Regions from separate parts of the Gossypium hirsutum genome. Here all the other regions are linked to region 2. A link is a contact called in public Hi-C data. All regions are on one chromosome and are shown on one strand. The core of a region is the stretch at or near the end of the contact, and the rest is flanking DNA. Distances in the headings are between cores, read along the strand shown. Region 1 holds the start of LOC107948659 (probable disease resistance RPP8-like protein 2). Region 2 holds the start of LOC107948664 (dynamin-related protein 5A). Region 3 holds the start of LOC107948660.

Region 1 (2,703 bases), core at 59-2,558, 150 kb after region 2:
TCATAAACAATGTAAAATGTGCTAATAGCGTTTAAACATGTTTTTTTTTTTTGCATTTATTGAACATATAGTATTCTTGTAAGTATTTCTTTAGGTTTAACTCACAAATTGGTATTTAAATTCTCTTGTTTTCGTACTTAAACTTTTTTTTCCTAAATTGGTACCTCCTCCGTTAACCAAACAATCAGTCAAATTGTTAAATCTATTTTTTTTCCTTTAAAAAAGCTTAACCTACAAATTAGTACCTAAACTATGCATTTTTTCCTATATTGATACCTAAACATTTTTTTATCACAAATGAAACCTAAATTTCTTTTTGTTCCCAAATAAGTACTTCTGTTAATTCAATAGTTAGTTAAAACATTCAATCTATTTAAAAGATATGTAGAAAAAAAAAAGTTGTAATATTTTCTCTTTTACACATATATTTTTTCTTTTTTTCTTTGGTCAAATCGGTCAAGCACAAATTTTCAGTTTGATCAATTTTTCCGATTCAATTAAATAAAATTTTAAATATTCATAAAAAATATTTTTAAAATAAAAATAGTGATTCAACCAAATTTTTTTGCTTGGTTCATCTAGTTTATATCGATTGACGAGTCAATCATTTTCACCCAATAGCATATTTAGGGGGCTGGTAAGGATGGACACCTTAAAATGAAAAATTATTCATTTAAGTCTTAAAATTTTTAAATTTAAATTAATAAAAGTAAAATTACACTTTCACCTTCTAAAAATATAAAAATTTAATTTAATTTTTTAAAAATTACAAACATATATGTTATTAAAAATTAAAATTTAATTTCGACCTCTAAAAAGTTCTAGTCAACTCCTATCTTCTAGCTAATACCCTCATCTATTCTTGATTCAATCAACTAATTTGGTCCAGTTTTGAAAATACTGGTTTTGTTATTCTGAACAAATGGAGCAGTAAGAAGATTGGGATTACGTACCGTTAAATACAAGTGTTGAGGTGCACAATCTGCAGGCAGGCTCATTCATTTGGGACCATCGCAGATTGGCGTCTGCAATTTTTTAGTGTTTGAACTTCAGGCTGTAGTTTTTAGCTGATCTGACGACAATAGCTTCCTGGAGACCGCCGGTTAAGCTAGGCGTTGCTAAGATAGAGAAATAAAATAAGAGATTAAATGGGACGTAAATGAAAAGAAGAGGTGTAAAATGAATCCACTCAAAGGAGCATTTTTCTTTCAATAATTGAACGTTAGGTACATGAAAAGAAGAGCTAAGAGGTAGTACTTTTTCATGTTTGAAAGAAAAAAATTAATCATAATTCAATATTTCTAAAACATCATAATAGCTCTGAGGTAGTACTTTTTTTTATATTTAGGAAATAGATCAATATAGAGAAATAGAAATTGATTTTATAAAATACATTTTTTATATATTAGATTTTTTATTAGATAATTAAATGTTAATAGTTTTATTCTTGGATCTCAAATTTGATTCTTCTCATGCTCACATTTATATTTTTTATTTTATTTTAATTTTTTAAAATAATTTAAATTTTTAAAATAATATATTTACTAATTAAAAAATTGATTAAAATTTTTAAAAATTTAAAATAATATGAAATAAAAAATACAAATGTGAGCAGTAAAGAAATCAAATCCAAGACTTAAAAAAAACCACTAACATTTAACCATTTAATTGAAAGAATTAATGTATCAAAATAAATACATTTTGTAAAAAGTGTTTTCTGTTTTTCTCTCCAAAATCGACTTAAATTTTACAAAAAAAAACAATATGTTTTTCTAATTTACCCAGCTAAAAATGCTCAATTTTGTTTTTGACAAATTAATCTAAAAAAAACAAGATGCAAGTTTTCAATTATTTTTAATGAAAATATTTTGGTTAAAATATGCAAAAGGATTGAGGGGCTTTAACCCCAAAGTTTTTAAAATTTCATTATACCCTTAAATCTTTTTAGAATTTTAATTAAGTCTCTCAAAATTTTTAAAAATTTTCTCTATACCTTTCAAAAAAATTTTAAAATTTAATTACGCTCTTCCAAAAAAATTTTTTTTGTAAATTTTTGAAAATTTTAAATATATCTATCCAAATTTTTAAAAATTCTCATTAAAACCCAAAATTTTAAAAAAAAATAGGTAGCCCCCAATTTAATGCCAAGCTCGGTCATTATTATACTTTTCGTAAATTTAAAATTTAAACTTTATATTTTTAATTTTTAGACACTTAATCTCTCTATAGTTTAAATTTCAAAATTAAAGTGAAATTATTAACATAGTTAAAATTATTTTGTTAAATTCAAATTCATTGCAAACGTCATTTTTTTAGTTATATTGATATCAATATGAAAAAAAAATTAATTTCAAAATGTCATACCATCTAATTTAACAAAAGAAATTATATCGATAATTAGGCATCAATTTAAAAAATATACAATTAAATTCCAAAAAATTAAAAATATAAAAATTTATCTTACACGGGCTAAAATGTATCTATGAGGGAGTGATTTTGCCAAGTCAGCAAAGCGCGTCCACGTCAGCGCGTTTTGTACTGACATGACAAAATTGCTCCCTCAAGGATGCGTTTTACTAGAATATCTCCCTAAAACACTCCTATGTAGACGCATTTTGGTGTTTTCAGCCTATTCTAATAAATAATGGAAAAATAGCTATTTCCGTAAATAAAATTGGAAATAAGCCTCTATTGGTAAAATAG
Region 2 (2,700 bases), core at 196-2,695:
AAAGATGACAAAGCCAAAAAGTAAAGAAACAGAATCTGTACCTTAAGTCTGTTATCAAACTTGGAGACCACAATTACTGTCCTTCTAAAGGTTGGATCAATTTCCCTAATTGAGTCCAACCATAATGATGAGCACCATTCCACACTACTCTGCTGAAGGAACAACAGAATACGATGGGGAGGACTAGCTAATGACTTCACCATGGATAGAATCTCCTGTGGAGTATTCTCTGGTTCTCCCTTCTTCGCCTGCCAAAAAATTTCCAACCATAAAATGTGATTCATAAATAAGATCATTTTACTACAAAGATTTCAATCAATCCAAATCTGAATTTTCCTTTTTCAGATGAATCAGCAAGCTACCTTCAGAACAAATCCTGGGGTATCAATGATGGTGAGGTTAGGACAGTGTGCAAATTCAGCTCTCATTACAATTGGCTTAGGAGAAACAGAAGTTTTAGTCTTTTTCAGAAGTGCCTCGGTTCTTGATTTTATGACATCCGCAATTGTTGATGCTGAAACAACTGGACTTCCATATTCTTCAGAATCTTCTTCCTGTTTTCAATTGTCAATTTTAAGTATCAACGGAAAAGAAGACAATGCAAACATAGGATGCTGCTCAAATGGAGCATTTACTCAATGAAGACCCAGATGTTACAGAAAACTTTTTTCTAGCAAACATTAACCCTATAGTTTAAGATTATTCAGATCTAAAACAAAATAAATCTTTGGTAAATAGTTACATTATCGATATTTTCACTAACTTTATAACAAAATTGATCCGTCTATTTTATTATAAAGAAAAAGCCTTAAATTTTTCGATCATAAATTCTAAATATTTCTTTTGATCATACAGTTTGAAATTCTCCCATCCAAAATCCAGTTATTAATATGATCAATTCTCCCATCCAAAATCCAGTTATTAATTCATATAAATTAAATAAACACAGATAAAAGCCCAATTCAGCATATAACAAAATCAATACAAAACTTTAAATAGAAACATAAAAACAAACCCCAAAAAATAAAGTCATTAAACCAAAAGCACCCAACTCCAAAAGCAAAAACCACCTGAAAGTGACAACGAGGCTCAAGTGCAGAAGGGTCATGAACCATCTGTAAAATGAGAGGTCGACGAGTACCCATTTCAACTTCACGCACATTGAAACGGAATCCAAGCAAAGCTTCAAGGAGAGAGCTTTTGCCATCAGATTGACCGCCGAGGGCTACGATTTCCGGGATCGGCAGCTTCTCTCCGAAGGCCACTGCCATGGCTTGGAGGCGATTGTAGGCTTCGAAACGGGACCGAGATGAGGAAGAATCATCTTCTTGGTGGTGAGAGTGAGATCCTCTAGATTTGTCTACTGGGGTTTTAGTTGGAGTAGGGGTCGCCGTCGCCATTGAAGAGAAAAAATTGAGAGACGGAGGAGACGGAAAGTTAGGCGCTTTAGATTTTGAATTTAAATATTCAAAATATAGACGTTGAAGAATTTTGGGCCGGGGAATTTTGGATTGGGCTGAACTTGACATGGGCTACGCTCACAGCGTTCTTGGTTAAATGCTATTTGTAACAATTTTCGTTTTTTTTCTTTTCGTTCTATATTTAAGATTTTTTTTAAGAAAATAATAATTTTTTTTTACATTAAGCACATAAATTTATAAATTAAAATATTTTTTATTCATGATAAAGATAATTTATATTACATGAAAGTTATCAATTTTCTCTATGAAAATTATTAGTCTTATTTTTTCAAGTTTTCTTTTTTTTTCTTCTTCTAAAATTAGTTATAAATAAAAAAGTCTCTAAAGAAAAATTTTTGCTAGTTTTGTTCAATTTTAGACTGAAATGAAAATTTTCAATATTTAATTTTTTTCTTTTGAAAAAAAAATAAGGAATGGATTCCAATAAATCATAAATATGATTATATTGTCTGTATGGGGGACACGTGTCCTTCACAGTCTAATCCACCAAATGTTGGTAATGTTTCTAATTAATAAAAAAGCCAGACTTGTCAAATTATTTCTTAAGAGGCTTTAATCGACCAAAAACAAGAAACCCAGATTTAAAACCTTAAAAGAAAAATCAAAACAACAAAATAAACAACAAGACTAAATCCAAATTACTCCTAAAATCTGAGAAAACCTAGCAGCTTCACTCGTCTTTCAATCCACACCTCTCATCTACCACCATCATTCCATCTTTTGTCAATCTATACCAATATCGTCCGCGATGGGTTCTTGTAGAAGTACAAATTGTCGGAGTTTCTAAATGTTTTATTCCTCTGACCTATTTAATATTTTAAATGTGTTTAATAATAATTCTTTTTACTTAGTATAATTTTTTAACAAAAAAAAGTGTTGAATAAAATAAAATACAAATAATATAAAAAATTTTAAGTTGATTTTATTATATTAAAAAATTGAAGTAAATTTTTTATAAAATAAAATATTCAAATTAATATATTTATCTGTCATCCAAAACTATTCAAAATAATATAAAAAATTATTTAATAAAATTAAAAATAAAAAAATATATTATCTTTTAAAAACCAATGTTTACTTTTATCAAACAACATAATTTACCAATTTACTAAACAATTTTTTAATATAAATTTAGCACTTATATAATTTAGTAGTAAAAATTCAGCACTTAATTTTTCAGTTAATTAAACACAACTTTAATTCTCAGGTACTTAAACTC
Region 3 (2,700 bases), core at 13-2,512, 130 kb after region 2:
GGCAAACCAAACCAGAACGAGTATAATTTACCATAGCTTTGGTGTATAGTAAATCATACATGAATCCTAGTTCAATGGCCACAACATCAAAAGCATCCTTCGAACTCATCTTTTCGTCCTCGAATAAATGTTGGCTTTTCTCCTTGTCTTTAAAGCTTAGGATGAGATCTGCAAACAGACGCTTGAATATCTCAAACATCGCAGTGGCTTTAATGATATTGTCTTTGTCAGAGGTTATTATATCCAATTCTTGCGCACCTTCATTCACCTCTTCTATAGTCACCAAGAACCCCTCAGATTTCCTCAGACTGTATTCATCCATCAACTTGGGGTAATTAGGACCAGGATCTGGAGAAGTTAGCATCAAGTCTCGTAATTCGCCAGTGCTGGCTCTCCATAGAGTCCATGTCCTCTCAGCATACTTAATTGATCCAGCCACAATCATTGGAATGGTTAGCCTGGAGAGAAGGGAACCTGTCCATGCCATGAGGAAGATGTATATTGTCACAGTTGTCTGGACAATTAGTCCAAAAAGGTGCCTTAACCATAGCTGATTGTCTTCCAGGGAGTAAGCCGTAATGGCATCTGGGCCGCCCATGTGCAGTAGGAGAAAGGGTGCCCACGTTGCTTTAAGCTCAGTGCTGACGTCAATAGCGTCTTCCTTATCATATATATCAGCCAGGTCATTTGTTAGTATGCCAAGGGCGATACTTGCTACAGAATCAGCCAACAAATAGGAACACCAACAGCAGCTCTAATCCTTCTTTTTGAACTCCTTTTTCTGCGCTTGCCAAATGAAATGAGCAAAATTTGGAGCACAAGGCTGGTTACAACCATTGCTCGGATCTCCCATTCCTTCCACAACTTCAATAATGAGGGAGGAAATACCCTCATCATCTTTCGGCTTTTCCTCACCAAAATTAAGCTACCAACTACTGCATATGCACGAACAAACAAGACTTACTCAAACATATAACGCAGCTAACTAGTGATTTGCAAAAATAAATCTTCCATTTTTTCCAGAAACATATTTTGTTCATATTTACTGCATTTCTACCCATAATGAATTTATATATGCAGAATCTAAGAAAGAAAACTAGTTCCTTACTTGTGGGCATCATTGTGATTGTTAATGCTTCCTGATGAGTCCAGTTGCATCACCTAACTGGGTTTTGCTCTGCGAAACGGTTTAGCTAACGTTGATGGGATAAGTCAGCTTCTTTACTCTAAGCGTCAACGCGTTATGCTTAAACAAATACACTGAGAACTTCCTTACAAACGCTATGGTTTAAATCTGCCAAAGGTCCCTGTATTTTTTAAAATTTATTTAAACATTGAGTCCCTATACTTTAATTTAAACATTGAGTCCTTTTGCTTTTTTATTTAAAAATATTTTTCTCTCCATCTTATTTTTCCGTTAGAGGCTCCATAGAAAGGTAAAATAATTTTTTAACCCTAAATATGTACATTTTTATCAATTTTTATCAATTTAGTCCTTACCTTTAAAAGTAAATAAAATTTTTTATTTTTTTATTTTTTTCCATATTTTAATTAAAATTTTAAAATATTTTTAAAAATCTAAAATTATGAAAGAAATGAAAACCATTTAAAATTCAAAAAAATAATCTAATATAAATTTTTATATTACATTTTGGACAATAAGTTGAATGGTTTAAACAACATTGAATTTTAAAGTTTTTATATATTAAAAATTATTTTTTATTTTTTGAATTTAAGACAGTTTTTATTTTTCATAAATTCATATTTTTAAAAATAAATATTTAAAAAAAAGTAAAGACCAAATTGATAAAAAATTATAAATATTGAAGATTAAAAAATTATTTTACCTTCATTAAATAGTCACTATTGGAAAATTTAGATGAAATCAACATTCAGTGTTTCAAAATTAAAATATAAAGATTAATTTTTAATTTTCAAAAAGTACAAAAACTTCTTGTAATATATAATTATATATCATCTATCTATGTATCTATCATAGATTAAAACATTTATTTACTTGTGCTATCGATTATATGTATTAATTAAAATATATTATATTTGTTATAATTTTTATTAATAATATAATAAATAAATTTAAACATAATATTTCAATAATATAATTATTAAATGATATTTTTGGACTAATGTAAATTAGATATTGAATATGATATATATATATATATATAAGGTAGTGATATTTTATTTTATTAATAAACTATAAGGAAGCAAATTATATTTTTAAAAAAAGGATAATTTTGTATGATTAAATTTTGTTATATAAATCATACATAATTATAAAATATGAAGCAATAAGTACTTTTATAATTTTTTTGTTAAAATTTATTTTTAATAATTATGTTAATCTAATATTTTCTTAATTAACTTATAATATTATAATATACTAAATTTTATAATTACAAATGTTTTATACAATAAATACTATAAATACAAGTGTTTTAATTTTAAAAATACAATTCTAAGACATATTTAAAATAAATATTTTTAAAAAATAAATATCTGTAATATTATAGTATTTATTTAATTTAATAAACAAAATTTTAAAAAATATTTTTAAATATTAAAAACTTGATAATTGAAATTTATAACGCAAATGCATGTGTTGATCAAGTAATAAAGTGATAAGAAGTTCCAACAAGGATCAAATTTTAAGATGTTAAGTACCAACTATTTAGTTTTATC

What was found. A called contact is a pair of places that touch in the nucleus more often than the background predicts.
Region 1: a contact with region 2 is called in a Hi-C map of leaf, with 3 times the contacts expected there. The contact joins the promoter of LOC107948659 here to the promoter of LOC107948664 in region 2. A contact is called at or near these places in 8 of 34 Hi-C or Micro-C datasets (callus, hypocotyl and leaf).
Region 3: a contact with region 2 is called in a Hi-C map of leaf, with 2.8 times the contacts expected there. The contact joins the promoter of LOC107948660 here to the promoter of LOC107948664 in region 2. A contact is called at or near these places in 10 of 34 Hi-C or Micro-C datasets (callus, cotyledon, hypocotyl and 1 more).

The regions. Positions count from the first base shown.
Region 1 is chrA04:6,837,771-6,840,473 of Gossypium_hirsutum_v2.1, reverse strand. LOC107948659 (probable disease resistance RPP8-like protein 2) reads right to left here and starts at 1,308. Exons shown (of 3, transcript XM_016883283.2): 1 at 954-1,308.
Region 2 is chrA04:6,989,353-6,992,052 of Gossypium_hirsutum_v2.1, reverse strand. LOC107948664 (dynamin-related protein 5A) reads right to left here and starts at 1,445. Exons shown (of 8, transcript XM_041110822.1): 1 at 1,071-1,445; 2 at 363-554; 3 at 42-248. The coding sequence starts at 1,400.
Region 3 is chrA04:6,858,114-6,860,813 of Gossypium_hirsutum_v2.1, reverse strand. It overlaps LOC107948660, which reads right to left and starts at 1,262. Exons shown (of 2, transcript XM_016883284.2): 1 at 1,109-1,262; 2 at 1-935. The coding sequence starts at 598.